Linked DNA regions of Anas platyrhynchos: region 1 is linked to region 2. The links are chromatin contacts, called in public Hi-C maps. All regions are on one chromosome and are shown on one strand. The core of a region is the stretch at or near the end of the contact, and the rest is flanking DNA. Distances in the headings are between cores, read along the strand shown. Region 1 holds the start of PPP1R9A (protein phosphatase 1 regulatory subunit 9A). Region 2 holds the start of ASB4 (ankyrin repeat and SOCS box containing 4).

What was found. Hi-C and Micro-C count contacts between places; a contact is called where the count stands out from the background.
Region 1: a contact with region 2 is called in a Hi-C map of subcutaneous adipose tissue, with 4 times the contacts expected there. The contact joins the promoter of PPP1R9A here to the promoter of ASB4 in region 2. A contact is called at or near these places in 4 of 8 Hi-C or Micro-C datasets (liver, skeletal muscle and subcutaneous adipose tissue).

The regions. Positions count from the first base shown.
Region 1 is chr2:134,085,286-134,092,785 of IASCAAS_PekinDuck_T2T, reverse strand. PPP1R9A (protein phosphatase 1 regulatory subunit 9A) reads left to right here and starts at 4,111. Exons shown (of 20, transcript XM_027450811.3): 1 at 4,111-4,353; 2 at 5,401-7,058. The coding sequence starts at 5,604.
Region 2 is chr2:133,906,836-133,914,099 of IASCAAS_PekinDuck_T2T, reverse strand. It overlaps ASB4 (ankyrin repeat and SOCS box containing 4), which reads left to right and starts at 3,760. Exons shown (of 5, transcript XM_005010941.6): 1 at 3,760-3,973; 2 at 7,101-7,264. The coding sequence starts at 3,760.

The DNA of each region.
Region 1 (7,500 bases), core at 2,862-5,361, 180 kb before region 2:
CTTAAGAAACAATATTAATCATGAAATTATTATGAGGCTCCCAACAATCTATTATTTCTGCTTCTGATTAATCGACTGGGACACTTATGGAAAATATAACCACCTTATTTAGAATCACAGACACAGAGAATCACCGAATGGTTTGGGTTGGAAGGGACCTTAAAGACCACCTACTCCCAACCCCCCTGCCATGGGCAGGGACACCTCCCACCAGACCAGGCTGCCCAAAGCCCCATCCAGCCTGGCCTTGAACACTTCTACGTTGTAAACAAAGAATATGTGAGATTTGTAAAGATATGTGAGGTCTGTGAGATTTTGATGTAAACAAAGAATATGTGAGATTTCAGCCATCCTGGTTTGGATCTCTTAGAGCACTAACTTTTCCAGCTCTGACTCTTTCTTGCTGATGCTGGTACGGAGACAGAGTTCTCTATGCCATGTACCTACATATGATTCTTGTCTGATGAATCGAAGTGTGTGACAGGTACCATTCACCATACCAAAATAAGTATCTTACTCATTCTGTCAAATATCTGTTTTCTGGAAAGTCTTCTAATATTTTCTCCACCCAAAGAGCCTAACATGAAGCTTTGCCAGGGTTTGGTTCTTAGTAAGCTCCTAGCAGACCGAACATGTAGTCTTTTCTTTTGCCGTGAGATCGTGTATTTTCTGCAACTAGCTGGCATCAATCTAGCTAGGCTGGTAACTGATAATTTTCAGTGTTGTGCTGAAAATTCAGAGTTCAGCATTGAGAGTCTGTGTTAGGAGGCTGCATACCTCAAAACACAGCTCTTTTGAGCATTCCTAAGATTTCTAGCTTTTAATATTGACAAATCCACTATTTCAACAATAACTAGTTGCACACAGAGTGCAATTCACATCTTTCCCTTCTGAAAATTCCATTTTGTTTTCTAGCCATAACTCTACATTTCTTAAATGGTTTAAAAGTGGAATGTTTGAGACTGGATGTGATGGTCTCCTCACTGCAACTGAGAAAAGGCTATTACTAGCCTGAGTTTAGGCCCTCATAATGCTAATATTTGCCTTTCTGATAAACTGCTAGAATATGCAGTTTTGTTATCATTACCTCTGGTTTTCTTCAGCTCATTCAGGACAAAGTTCTTTTTAATTTTTTTTGACTCTATTCTTGAGCTTTCAAGTAGCTTGACATGTTCTATGTAAAAACAGCACAATCTTCTTGCCAAATTAGCGGTATTAATGAGCTCCCATTTTTAACTATTAATGCCTTCCTATGGAGAAGAATTACACCTAGTGCAGTAACACATTGTAAATATTTGAAATTAAAGCTTATCAAATCCTTACTGCAGCTGTTTGTTGTTCAATTTAGTCTGGTGCTACTCTTATAGGGTCTACCCTAACTTGAACTTACCTTATCTTCCAAAATGTATATATATATTGTATATGTTTTTATATATATAAATATATATTGTTCTTTTTCTTTAAAGTAGATTATATAATAAAAAATCATGTCTGAGTGTTAAAAATAGAATTCAATTCTGCTTATGCTGTGATATGTATAAGGAAGTCAATCCTCCTGTGCAGTGGCCTGGTGGGACAGCAGATAGGGGCTTTCTTAGCCAAAGATCAGAGGAGGGAAATAGTTTCCATTTACTCCCGTGAATACAGATATTATCTTTCAGGACTTGAAAGACATTGACAGGAGATGGATGATGGAATGACTTTCTTCTTTTGCCTGAGCCACGTAGAAAAACTTGGATTGCCACTCTGCTGCGTGAATAAATTGTTATCTCAAAACCTGAGTAGCTTAGAAGCACCAAAGTGACTCAAAACCCATCAATGACATCCAAATAGTCATGTTTGTAAGTAAATATAATTCACACATCTAAAATAAACTGGAGATCAATTATTTTCAGTCTTGGAGGACTGTGTAAAAACTGGTTTGAAAAGATACCGAGTGCAATTTAAAGTGATGCTGTCAGGTTAAACAGCTGGGGTCTCTCTTCCTGTCATATCCGCAAATTCATGATCGTTTGAATGGAGTTGTTACTCTGGCGCAAGTAAAATGACTCTAGCCATTTTCTAGCATAGGTAGATACTGAACCGAACAGGTTTTAAATTTGCACTGGTTGGCAAGCCAAGTAATTCTGTAACTTCAGTGAAGTTAGTCTGAATTTATACTAACATAAAAGGAGGACCTTGGTCTCTTATCTTCCCCAAAGTATGCTGTGCAGCATTTTAGTGTTCCTCAGGAATTAACAGAAATGTCAGTCATGCTTTAGCAGAATCTAAAAATACCTTCTAGTTAAACGGATTGTCACAGAAATACTGAAAATGTAAAAGGACACACAACTGTGATTTTTATAGTTAGGTGCAAGGCCACGCTCACATATGAAGAGTCTCTCTTGGAAAGTGATGTTCTAATCAAAACAAAATACAGTTCATTATCCTTGAGACTACATTAATGCTCTTTAACATAGACACTAGGTAAATAAGGATGGGATTGAAAAACATTTTGTAAGTGATTCATGTGTGTGAATAGCTTAGATGTCCCTGGCCAAAGTCGGAGCCCCTAAATAAGGTCCAAATGGTCTCTGACTGAGCAGCCAAAAATGCCAGTAGTTTCTACAAGTCTTGGTGGTTGTGATCATGAGGTGGCATTGGTGGAACATAACATTACTTAAAATAATTTTGCATTGGATTCTGTGTGAAAGCTGGGTAGTGTCTGCTTGAACTGCTACGCTGCCTATTTACAACACATTTAAGAAGAACCAAAATGTAATATTTAATCTTTCTCATCATGGAAAGCTTGGTATCTATTTTATGCTCCTGCTGCGAGCATCAGCAAGTTTCCCTGCTTTCCACCAGGACATAGCATAGAGTTTGCACTATTCTGCCATGAAATAATATGAATGTTTTCTTGGGTACATTGTTAAAAATATTTATTAGGAGGGGAGAAATGTCCATTTTGTTTGCCAAATTTCTACTGTAAAAATAATTTAAACAACATTTATGGTCGTGGATATCTTTACATAATTAGGTGCTAATTAGTCTTTTTAAAATTGCTTCAATTATTTCATCTCATTTAGTGTTTGCTTGTGTCACTTTTTTTGCTTGTGAATGTAAATTATAAAACTCTTCCAGATACACATCTTGTACATGCTAAGATCTTCAAGCACTCTGCATATTCAGTATAAAATCACAAAGGAAACAAAATGTTCAAATTTCTGCTCTGTGTCCCTATTCCTCTTCAAGGAGACTTGAAGTTCTCTGTCTCTTCAAGAGTCAAGCAGCTCTCTTGGTATTCTTACAGGCTTTTTGCTACAAAATCACACCAACAGAAGGGCCCTGCCAGGATCCTCAGATCTGCGGTACTCTCTGATGCTTTGGCATTTAACAGGGGGTATCCTGGTGAGTTGAAATAGTTCTCGTGCTGGTGCAGGCAACCACCACAGGTCTCCTCACCACAAGAAGCCGTGAAACCAGCGTTCCCTCACCCTTCTGCCATGCCATGGCGATGCTCAGCAGCCCCCAGGGCAGTGGACACCCCCTGGCTTCTTGCCCTGCCCCTCTCCTTGCATCCCAAGGGAAGCCAAGCCACAGCCCACGATTAAAAGGTTTGCAGCTTTCCTGTCAATTTCAGCGTGCTGGATATGGAGGGGAACATTTTGAGCTGCACACCCTTGGTGCCAATTAGATTAACCAGAGACCGACACCTGTGAGCACTTAAGGGTGTAGCCGCCATGCTTCAGTCTCATTAAGCTAATGAATTAAGTCTGCAGGGCTGTACACCCGATGTCTTCATTTGCAGTCCCTGGCACCTCCATCATTCCGTCTGCCTAATAATTATTTTGCACAATTCGCACATCTCCAGGCCTTTTTAAAAAAAATATATATTTTTTTTTATTATTTTTTTTTCCGGATGTTTACGCAACTACTTTTCCAGGCCGTTTCCCTGCAATTAGCTTAATGAACTTTCCCTGGGAGTCGCTAGGCGATTACCTGCCGGTTTTACCCATCACCTAGAGGCTCCCTGTGGGTGGTGGGGGGCCAGCAGGTTATGGGGCCGCCAGCTGTGAGTTGCCCGGTCCCCCACACGTCCCCCTTGTCCCCTCCTGTCCCCTCCAGCAGCTGCTGAGCGCTGCGGCCGCATTTCCCCTGCGTGTCGGCAGGGTTCAGTGGCTGGCTGGGCGCAGCGGCGAGGGAAGGCGGCCGGCTCCACAGCCGCCCCTCCCGCCCCGCAGCCTTCCCCTCCTCGCCCTGCGCACCCCGGCTCCGAGCCTGGCCGGGGGCGGGGGGAGCTGAGGGCGGCGGTGCCCACCCGGCAGGGCTGCCGGCCGCCTGCTGCCTCGCTCTTTCTCCCTAGCCCCGGAGGTGAGGCACCTGTCAGCGGCCGGGCCGAGCCGTGCCAGGCGAAGGGAGGCAGGGAGGGAAGGGGGCGGCTGCGGCGGGGCGCGGCGGCTTCTCCTCCTCCTCCTCCTTCCTCCTCCTCCTCCTCTTCCTCCCCCCCCGCTCGGCGGCCCCGGCCGCCTGCAATGGCGTTGGGGCGGCTGGCGGCTGCCGTCAGCTCTCCGCAGAGCCGCCGAGGAGGTGGAGGAGGAGGAGGAGGAGCGGGCGGCCGGGTAAGGCAGCGGGGAGAGCCCCCCAGCACCGGGCTTTTGTTCCCCGGGGCCCCGCCGCAAGGTGCTGGCGGTGCGGGAGGGGAGCGCTGCGGCTGTGCGGGGGGCTCCGGGGCTGAACTTGGCTGCCCGCAGCCAGCGGCACAGCGGGGGCGAGGAAATGGGCGGCGGGGGGGGGGGACGGGGACGGGGACGGAGCCCCGCAGGCACCGGGATGGGCTCCGGGGGCGGCCGCGACCCCCGGCTCCTTTCTGCGGCTGCTGCGGGGAGTTTGGGTGCAGCTCCCCGAGCTGCCAGCCCCGTTTTTTTTGGGGGGGAGAGCCTCGCCTTTGATGGCACCGCTACCATTTCCCGGAGAGAGCTGGGGAAGCGGAGCCGCCGCGCTTGCATGAATCTCTCCATCTCGCTCGATGCGCGCATTGCCATGGTTATTCGTGAGTAACTCGGGCGTTCGTGGCTTTTTTTTTTTTTTTTTTTAATTTTTTGGAAAAATTCGCTGTCAGGAGGAGCGTTTCCGTGCTGCCTCTGCTTGCCTGCCCGTGGCACCGTCCTTCTTTGTGAGCCGGGCACTGCGGAGCGATGCCCCCCCGGCTCGCAAATGTCTCCGCGTGCAAAAGTTTTGGGCTGACAAGTTTCCACGTGTCGGTGTAGCGTGAGATTGGCATTTTATTTTATTTTATTTTATTATTTTTTTTCCGCTTCTTTTGTAAAATCTGTCGAATAACCGTGAAGGGAAATCAGGGCTGAGATTTAGGGAAGCGCAAGTGCCTGCCGGTTCAGGGAACCCTGCTTTCTGTTGCAGGTTGAAGCTGCTGCTGCCCTCCGAAGCCCTCCGTCCTGCGTGTGCTTAGGGACCTGCCTCCAGAGCTTCTCCCGAGGATGGCCCTGCTGCAGGGCACTGCCTCCTGAGGAAAACCCTTCCCGAGCAGGATCTCGGTTGTAGCAGCTGACTGAGAGCGGCACCGGGGAAACTATGTGAGCTGGTTTTGCAGCCCTGAAGTAAACATGATGAAAACGGAGTCCTCGGGAGAGAGGTCGACCCTCCGGAGTGCCTCTCCTCACAGGAATGCTTACAGGACTGAGTTCCAGGCGCTGAAAAGCACCTTTGACAAACCGAAATCAGATGGAGACCAAAAAACGAAAGAGGAAGGAGAGGCCTCTCAGAGCAGGGGAAGGAAATATGGCTCAAATGTCAATAGGATTAAGAACTTGTTTATGCAGATGGGCATGGAGCCCACGGAGAGCGCTGGAGTTGCCCCCAAAACCAGGGGGAAGGGTGGCCCTCCATCGCCTCAAAGACGAATCAGGCCCAAAGAATTTGTAGAAAAAACAGACGGTTCAATTGTAAAGTTGGAATCTTCCGTTTCGGAAAGGATTAGTAGGTTCGATACTATCCACGATGGCCCTTCTTACTCCAAGTTTACTGAAACTCGGAAGATGTTTGAGCGAAACGCTCACGAGACGGGCCCCTCCAATCGCTATTCCCCAAAGAAAGAGAAAGCGGCGTCCACCGAGCTCGCGGATGAGTGGTGCAGCTCCAAGTCTCACAGGGGCAGCACCGATTCCCTGGACAGCCTGAGCCCCAGGACTGAGACCGTCTCCCCAACGGTGAGTCAGCTCAGCGCCGTGTTTGAGAACGCTGACGCACACAACGTAATCGTTCTGGAAAAGGCAGAGAACAACGAAGAGTACTCGGTAACTGGTCACTACCCGCTAAACCTCTCCTCCACTGTCGCAAATATCTCCTCCCCTGTTGCAAACCTCGAGGGCTTCAGTCCCCTGAAGGATGCCAGCACGTGGTCTCCGCCAGCCAAAGCGGCTGCAGGCCCCATGTCTGTTGAGCACTCTCAGCAGAATAGCGCGCCGTCAGCACCGCGACAGAAGGTGTCTACAGGCACGCCGTCAGGTTCAAAAACCACTGAAGAAATAAAAAAGAATGCAGAAGCAAGTGCTGACCCTGGTGAGAGCTCCGTGGGGAGTCAACAGGAGTCGGTACTTGACAGTGAAAGATGTGTGGACAGTTCTGCGAGGAGTAAGTCAAAAACAGATGCAGAAATTGCCTTGCGACCAAAGGAACTGTCAGAACATGCAGAGGGCATCGCTGATAGGCCTGAAGCTGCAGAAACACCGAGAAATTTAGTTTCAGATTTAGCAGCAGATGCCGTTTCGGATGCCACCGAGACCCATTATGATGATGCAAGTGAAAAAGAAGTGCATGAAGATGTGAATAATTTTCAGAGTTCCCATGTGTACATGCACTCTGACTACAATGTGTATAGGGTACGATCGAGGTATAACTCGGACTGGGGAGAGACAGGTACCGAACAGGATGATCAGGATGACAGTGACGAAAATAACTGTTACGAGCCTGATATGGAATACTCTGAAATTAATGGATTGCCAGATGAAGACGAAATCCCAGCCAACAGAAAAATACAGTTCAGCCGTGCTCCGATTAAGGTAAAGTTTCCTACGTTCTTTTTTCTGCGGTTTGGTTGATTTTCAAACACAGCTTTTTATGAGGTACGCTTTGACAGTTAAATTTGGCTCTGAAAAGATTGCAGAGGATCTCTTGGTATATGGTTTTATTACAGTCAGCCAGCAAGCGTAACCTTAAATGAAGTAAGGAAGCTGAGCTCTGATGAGCTTGTGTCATTTCCTAGGCTACTTGATGGCTGACTGAGCTCACAGAAATTGGGACTGACAGCAAGGCTTATGAACTCTGAGAATTTTAACATGCATGTTTTGACTTACGCGACTCAACTATAATCACACGGTGAAACATAGAAGGGGGTATTTGGTGGCCTTTGTGCTGGTCGTTGTGTTTTTTCTCATCTGAAATTGTGCCTTCTTTAGATCAGATGGCTTTTCTTCGGCTCTCCTCAGATGTTCTTTAAAGTCA
Region 2 (7,264 bases), core at 2,511-5,010:
TTCAGGTTAAGCAGCCACAGGGGTGATTTTACAGAGAGGGCTTTTCTCAAAAGATGATTTACAAGCTGAGCACCCGGAGAAAATAGTTTGCACCTGGCACAGCTGAAGAGATTTTTGTATTATTTTTATTCTACTGAGAAATAAAACAAGGAACAGAGAAAAAATTTTTGTAATCTTCACACTCAGAGCCAGCACCCTGGAAGAATAAAATCAGATCAAATATAACAATGGCTAAAACAGGCAGAAGGTTGTACAACAAGGAAAAAAATCAGTGCAAATATTGCCAAAAGAAGTGTGATACAAATAGATAAAAGGATCATGCTTTATCCAGTTTGGGAACTGAGAGCAGCTAGGGAGAAACAAGGGATTTGTAAGCAGCATGGGCAGTGGGGTGGCGGATTTGGCCTGGTACTGCAGGTGCTGTAAGAGCCACAGCAAAGCGAGCGGATTGCGATCACTACTGCAGCAGCATTTTTAAGAGCATGCACTGTTCAGAAGAGATGAAAGCGTGGGATTAGCTCAATGATCTGTTTCTTGCTTCAGGGACACAGACCTGAACGTCAGTACATTTTCCTCCTTAACATGCCAGGCTTCTGAGCAGCACAGACGGCTTCGCATGGAGGCTGCAGTATTACTGCCTAAGTGACCTGCTTTAGCCAGCGATCTGCTGAGGCAAGGAAAGGGCAGAGTTGAAACCTCACCAGCCAAGTGTGCTCACGCTGCTGCAAGGTTCAGAGCTGTGGGGTGCACACAATGCTTCAAGGTCCCCACTACTGTCATCGCCACTGGGACAGCGGTGCTGTACAGAGGCTGATGGGGAGCTGTGCTCACCTTGGATCTCAGCTAGGATGGGTTTCTATATTCCTGTATATCCTGTATTGTCTCTTCCACTACTCCAGCTGTATCACAACCCTTCTTTTGGAGCATTTTTCCCTTTTGCTGGCTTTCTGCCTGCCCCAGCATAGAGTTCAGGATGTTGATCTTCACCTCCAAAGCTCTGTGGTGCTAGAGCTGTTCCAACACTGCTGTGGAGGTGTGGGTTGCAGAGCTGCCAATATATCATTGCTCTGCATCAGCAGGTGCTAATGAGGGGGCCCTGGCTCCTTCAGTCTCCCCAGGAGACACACTTCACACAGCCTACCAGTACATCTTTTCTCATTTTCTCCTTAAGGCTGTCTTTGTCTTTTATTAGCCATCACATCTCTGGCTTTCACATGAACTCCTCTGCCACCACTCACACATCTCATAATATCACCCCGATGTTACCTTCATGCACTCGCCTTCAGGCAGCTCTCCCTGGCTCAGTTCTGCTGCCCAGTGCCCAGCCTAATAAAGAACATGAACCACTGAAATCAGTGTAAATATTTCCCTTGACTTCAGTGGACTTTGGAGCAAGCCTGTGATAACCTGCTTTGTTTGACCAAGAGGGTCCTCACAGCCCATCTGAAGTCTGTGATGATGCTCCCATTGCCTGAGGTGGAAAGCAGCATGTGCCCCAGAAGTGTTGTTTGCCCTTTTTCTTCTTTCTGCAGCCCTTCACACCTGGTTCTTCTGATCTGCTGCAGTCACTTACAAGGGACAGATGCAGCCCCGGTGAGGTGCAGGTGTTTGTGTGCCTGTGGTTCATACGAGGAGGGGTGAGCTGTGGGGCAGAAGGAGGGCTTGGAAGATGGAGGCAGGAGCTGCCTTTCCTCTAAAAACCTGCTTTTGTGTTAACTGTGTAATTTGGACAATTGATCCTAAATACCAAAACTACATTTCTTAAAGGATATAATGTGTGTGTCTGCAGTGCCCATAACAGTGGCCTCAAGTCTATCCTACAAATACCATTAATACCAGTACTGTTATTTATTTTAAGCAAGTAATGAGCCATTGTTTCACAGTGAGATGTTCAGAATATTTGGCAGCTTTGGGGCTTGGTTGACATCAGTTTTGACTTTCAAAATCAAACTGCCACCTTGTGGTATGGTGATGGAGAAGTCAGTAGGAAGTTAGATATATTGCACAAATATTGACACAGTAAAAATTGCTCCTTTTACTCCACCAATAGCTTACCTTATTTTTATATTCTTAAATGTGTTTTTACTACACTTTAAGCTAATAAATAGAAGTTATTTTGTCTCCCTGTGAAAAAATAGTCTCGTCTTTTGTTATTATTTTTATAAAATTATTTCCTTATTCTTGTATATAATTGTGCTGAAAGCACCAGGGTACTGAAACAACCGGTGTACTTATGGGAGTAGGTTTGTCAAGGTTAGACCCAAATGCAGCTTACAGGAAAAGAGTAAATATAAAGGCAAGAGGTATCTGTAATTGTTCCCTTTCTCTATGTTAAGCTCATTAGTGTTAATGAAGATTTTTATGAGAATCAGAGCAGAGCCACACAAAGTACTGAAGGCGAGCAAGTTGTAGTGCCTCTGAAGTGCACTCTCTGTGCACCCTCTTGGACCACGACAACTATGAGGTAATTGTGATCAGCCTTCTCTTTCACTGTGGGCCAAGCTACCATAAATTACTTCACCTTGGTTGTCAACCAAGAGCAAGCATGATGGCTCAGCAGATGCACAGCAGTCTGTCACAGCGACATGCTTGTCTGTACACCTCAGCTTTGGTGAGGTGGCAGAGCAGGATGGAGATGTACTGGCATGGTCCTTTATACAGCTAAATTGAGTGTCTTTGTGCCATCTGATAATATTTATGAAAGACAGACAAAAGTCCATTTCAAACTGGAAAGTGTAGCTGAGGTGAATTGTTGAGGACAGCCAGATATCGGCGCTCTGTACACCCATGACTTCTCAGGAATATCGTGGTTTAAAAAAGCCATGTGAGTAACAAGGATGTGACATAGGATGTGAAGTTCACATCTTGTCTCTCTGCTCGTGCCAGACAAGCATTCTTCTCCTAAAGGATGGAGTAGAGACATCCACCATTGAGAGGATGAAATTAAGAGGGAGGCAGTCACACAGGAGGGAGTGTGAGTGTATAGAGAGCTCCCCTGTCCCATAATGTGGCCATACAGCTTTGCAGCCCTTTAATCCTTGCATTTCTCCTTCCTGGGTGCACTTCCACCTGCCACCTGTGGTCCCTGAGTAAACTGGGGAACTCCTGCTGCTCAGGGCATTGTACAGCAGCAGACACGGCTGGATCAACACAGCCATCCTTGGGGCTTTATGTATCAGGGCATCTCTGAGACCTGCGTGGTGGGGGGGTCTTGTGGAGGCCTGCCTGGTGGCTGGAGGAATGCAAGCGGCACCAACAGGATGAATGCTGTCCCACAGGAAGAGTGCCTTGGATTTTTATTTTTTTCTTTCTGAAATGCATTAGCTAAAAGGCTTCTGCAGAGCGAGCACCACATCCCTCTTCAGTCAATAAATCACTAATGGTAACTATGAAAGGAAATATAAGTATTTCTCCAGCTGAGAAACAGCACCAAGGACGTAGTGTCTTTTAATGTGAGTGAATAGCAGGAGCAGAGGGCGGCCACGTGGTTAGTGAAGCTTTATGTGTATAAAGCCTGTAGAGATATCTCTTATTCTGGTTTTATTGCTAGTGTGTCTGTCCTCGCTTTCACAAAAAGAGTGTGGTGATATCTAAGAGTGGTATTTCAATGCCTGAAATGCTCCTCATATAAATAGAACAAGCAGATCAGCATGACCAAGTGATAAAATTACCTTCTGGTCTTCAGGAACTTCAGCATGTAACTGCGCTATAGGGACCTCAGTGTACCCCTCTTCACAGCACAAATAAATACATTTGGAAATGGATCTGGAGGAGACATGCAAAGAAGGAGAGAACACGGAGAGGAAAATGACTCGAAATGCAGCTGCAAAGTTGGTGAAAAAGGCTTTCCTCGAAGCCCTGAAGTCCAATGACTATGAGACACTGGAAGAGCTCTTGAACCAAAAGAAAATAGACGTGGACACGGTGTTTGAAGTGGAAGATGAAAACCTGATCCTGGCATCCTATAAACAAGGTAAACGTGGCAGCACTCACAAGCCAGGAAGTAGATGGGTTCAGGTAGTTTTCCAGGAACTGTGGCCTCGTGCCCCTCCTAAAGCTGCAGCCTAAGTTGACTCATGGGCAGCAATGTCAGGAGGCTCATACGGCTGCGGTCACCCCAGGGGAGCTTATCAGCTGTGCTGCAGGGCTTGGTGCAGGGCAGGCCAGACACCAGCACCAGCCTCCACGCCACCAGGGCAGCTGCTGTAGCTTTAGGGAAGTCCAGAAAGTGGGGTCCTTTGCCATTTCCTTGCAGAGAATTAGAGTGCAAAGCCCAGAATAGACACATGCAGGCTAAGTGTGGTGTACAAATGTCTTGCATGTTCCCCAACACATAAACAGACAGTTCAGAAACAAAATATTCGGTCTCTTCCATTTGCAGTTTACAATATAGTACAGTGAATTCTTCTTGGCTTAGGAGAGCTAAAGAAAACCTATGGACCTTGAATGTTACTGGATAGGAGGAGCTGTATTTTTCAAGCTCACAGAAAGCGAGGATTTGCTGGTTTATCAAAATATTTTGGATTAAAATTAAAAATAATAATTAAAAAACAAAAACAAAAACAGAGAAGACATTTCAGCTGTTCTGGAAGGTAGAAAATCCAAACCAGCTGTCAGCCAGATACTGAGTTTCCAGAAACTTACAGTTCAAAACAATGAAACAAGTTTGCTGTCTGCTGAAATCAACAGACTTCATTACCTACTTGCTAACAGACTCCTCGTGAGTATCTGAAAAGCAGCAATGACCAACTTTCGCCAGAAGTTAGGCATACGTGGAGATAAACACCTCCAGTCTCAGCAGCACAGCAAACGCACTTTTTTTTTTTCCTCCCCTGTGGCATAAAGGAGGGACAACATCCCACCCCTTCCCCTTTTCTGTGTTTACCTCCTATTTAATGAACAGCTGCTGTTCTTTTGGTTCCATAAGGGTGAGGATGATGCAGTCATGACTTACTTCCCTTGGGGACAGCATCTGAGCTAACCCACACAACGATGAGTGTATCCTAAAATATCTGCTCTTCTGCCCTCAGCAGGCTAAAATGTGTTCTGGTTGTAGTTTAAGACTATGGGATTTTTAATTGTAGATCATTTGGCAGCAAGAATTAACTCGTTTCTTTTGGAAAAAGAGATAAATGCACCCTATGGCCTAAATCACAGCAGTATACCTGCTGTGTCTTTCTGAAAGGCAGAAGGCACCCTATCAGCTACAATGCAAATTTTGCTTTTGTTCTGAATCCCAGATAACCATGATTTAAGAGGAGGATTTCCTTGGGGAGGGAGAGGGGAGAAAAATTAAGCTCCACCATTCAAACAACTTGAGCTCTGCCGTAAGCAATGCAGTGGGAAGGAGATGCCGTGGGTGTCAGAGGGGCTTCCTCTCTTGCAAAAGAGGCTGAGAGCTGCCAAGGACACTGACCTTTCATGCACCATTGCTAGTTTCCACCCCAAGAAACAGATGAGCTTAAAGAGGCCTCCTGCAAAGCCTGTGTCTGCTTCCTGCTCAGTGCCAGGTCCCATCCCCTTGGGCTCAGGGATGTCTGTGGGTTTGGGCAGCAGACGTGGGAGATGCTCACCTGCAGCAGCACAAGTAAAGGAAATAAAGGGTGGTCTCAGGCAGGAAAACTGTGGCTGTATAAAGGGGTAACTTGACTTTTAAGGATCACTGTCCTGCTGTTCACATCATTTATAGCTGGCATCTACATATCTTCAGGCCCAACACCAAGTTCCCCCTTGGTGTTCCCAACAAGGGGAACACCAAATGTGAGTTCAGTTGGGGATCCAGTTTCAGCATCCTGCTGTGCTGCGTGCATAGACTCTGGGATACAGCCCACCTACCTGGCATCTAGTTTGGGGACAAATGATGAAAAAGGTGTTTCTCTCTGCCACCAGTGGTTTGTTTCTGTCTTCTTCCTTCCTCTCCATCTCTCTTCCTGTCTAATGCAGTACATATGATTCCTGCAAAAATTGTATCTATGAGAAATTAAGGTGGAAAAACTGTATAAAACTAATGACTCAGAAACAAAGGTCTGAATTAATTTGGCCTCATTACACATCTGCAGCATTTTTCTGTCTTTTTCTTGATAACAGTATTTTACCAGGCATTTGTCCAAGTAGATATAAATAAATCAAACCCAGATTTTTTTTTTTTCTCCTGCTTTTCTGCACAGAATTGTTTTCATTTACTTTATATATACATATATATATATATATTAAACAAGTGATTACAGTAATCACTTTAGAGACTGCATTAAACATGTAGTCCTATCTTGGGAACAAATATTGGTCTTACACCTGTTTATAAGTTTAAAAAAAAAAATCCATGAAAAATCTGAACATTTTGGAGCCAAATTTCATACTAAGCTGCCCCTGCTTCTATTTGGCTCTTCCACCAAGTTTACATCAACATCAAAACTCTTCACTCCGTGCTCCTCAGGGGCCGTAGTTGGCAGAAGGTCTGTGATACAGCTGCAGCCACATTGCCAGGGGTCATCTATGTGCAATGCATCACTAGGAGTCTGAATCCAGCTCCTGACATGCATGATCCTGCAGTCTCCCACGCAGAAACAGCAGGATAAGCTGTCTGTTGAGTCATTGGCCTGAGTAAATACTGCCTTCTTATTCCAACTTACTCCTTTTTATTCTTACTTGTTTAGATTTTGGCAGACTGAAGAGCCCATTTCCCCCATATTTTTAGCTAGTGGCATTTCAAATGCACTAAACCTTTATAATTATTGTTATTATTATTATATAAATATTATTATATTTGCATTGTTATTATTGTTATAATAATATTGTTATTATTATCATCATCATCATTCAGTCTCCAGAGGTCACCAGAAAAACAAAAGCTGCCTTTGGAGTACATCTACATGGGAATTATCTCTCCAAAAGACAGGCTATTCAGCGCACATAGGAAAAGTACCTAATGAAAATCAAGTTATGCTTGAGAGAACTACATGTGCACTAAACTCTAGCTGGTGAAATTATGGCAAATTAAGCCAAAACTCCAGCCTTTTCTTCCTCCTCCGTTGTTCTCAGTAGGTGGATAATCCAAAGGAAAATCTTAGCCAAGGATGGTAATGCTTTTCCGTTTCATACAGGGTATTGGCTACCTAGCTACAAATTAAAAATATCCTGGGCAACTGGGCTTCATCTGGCTGTCATGTATGGGCATCTGGAGAGTCTTTCGGTCCTGCTCAATCACAAAGCTACAATCAACTGCCGGCCCAATGGAAAAGCTGCAATCCACATAGCATGTGAAACA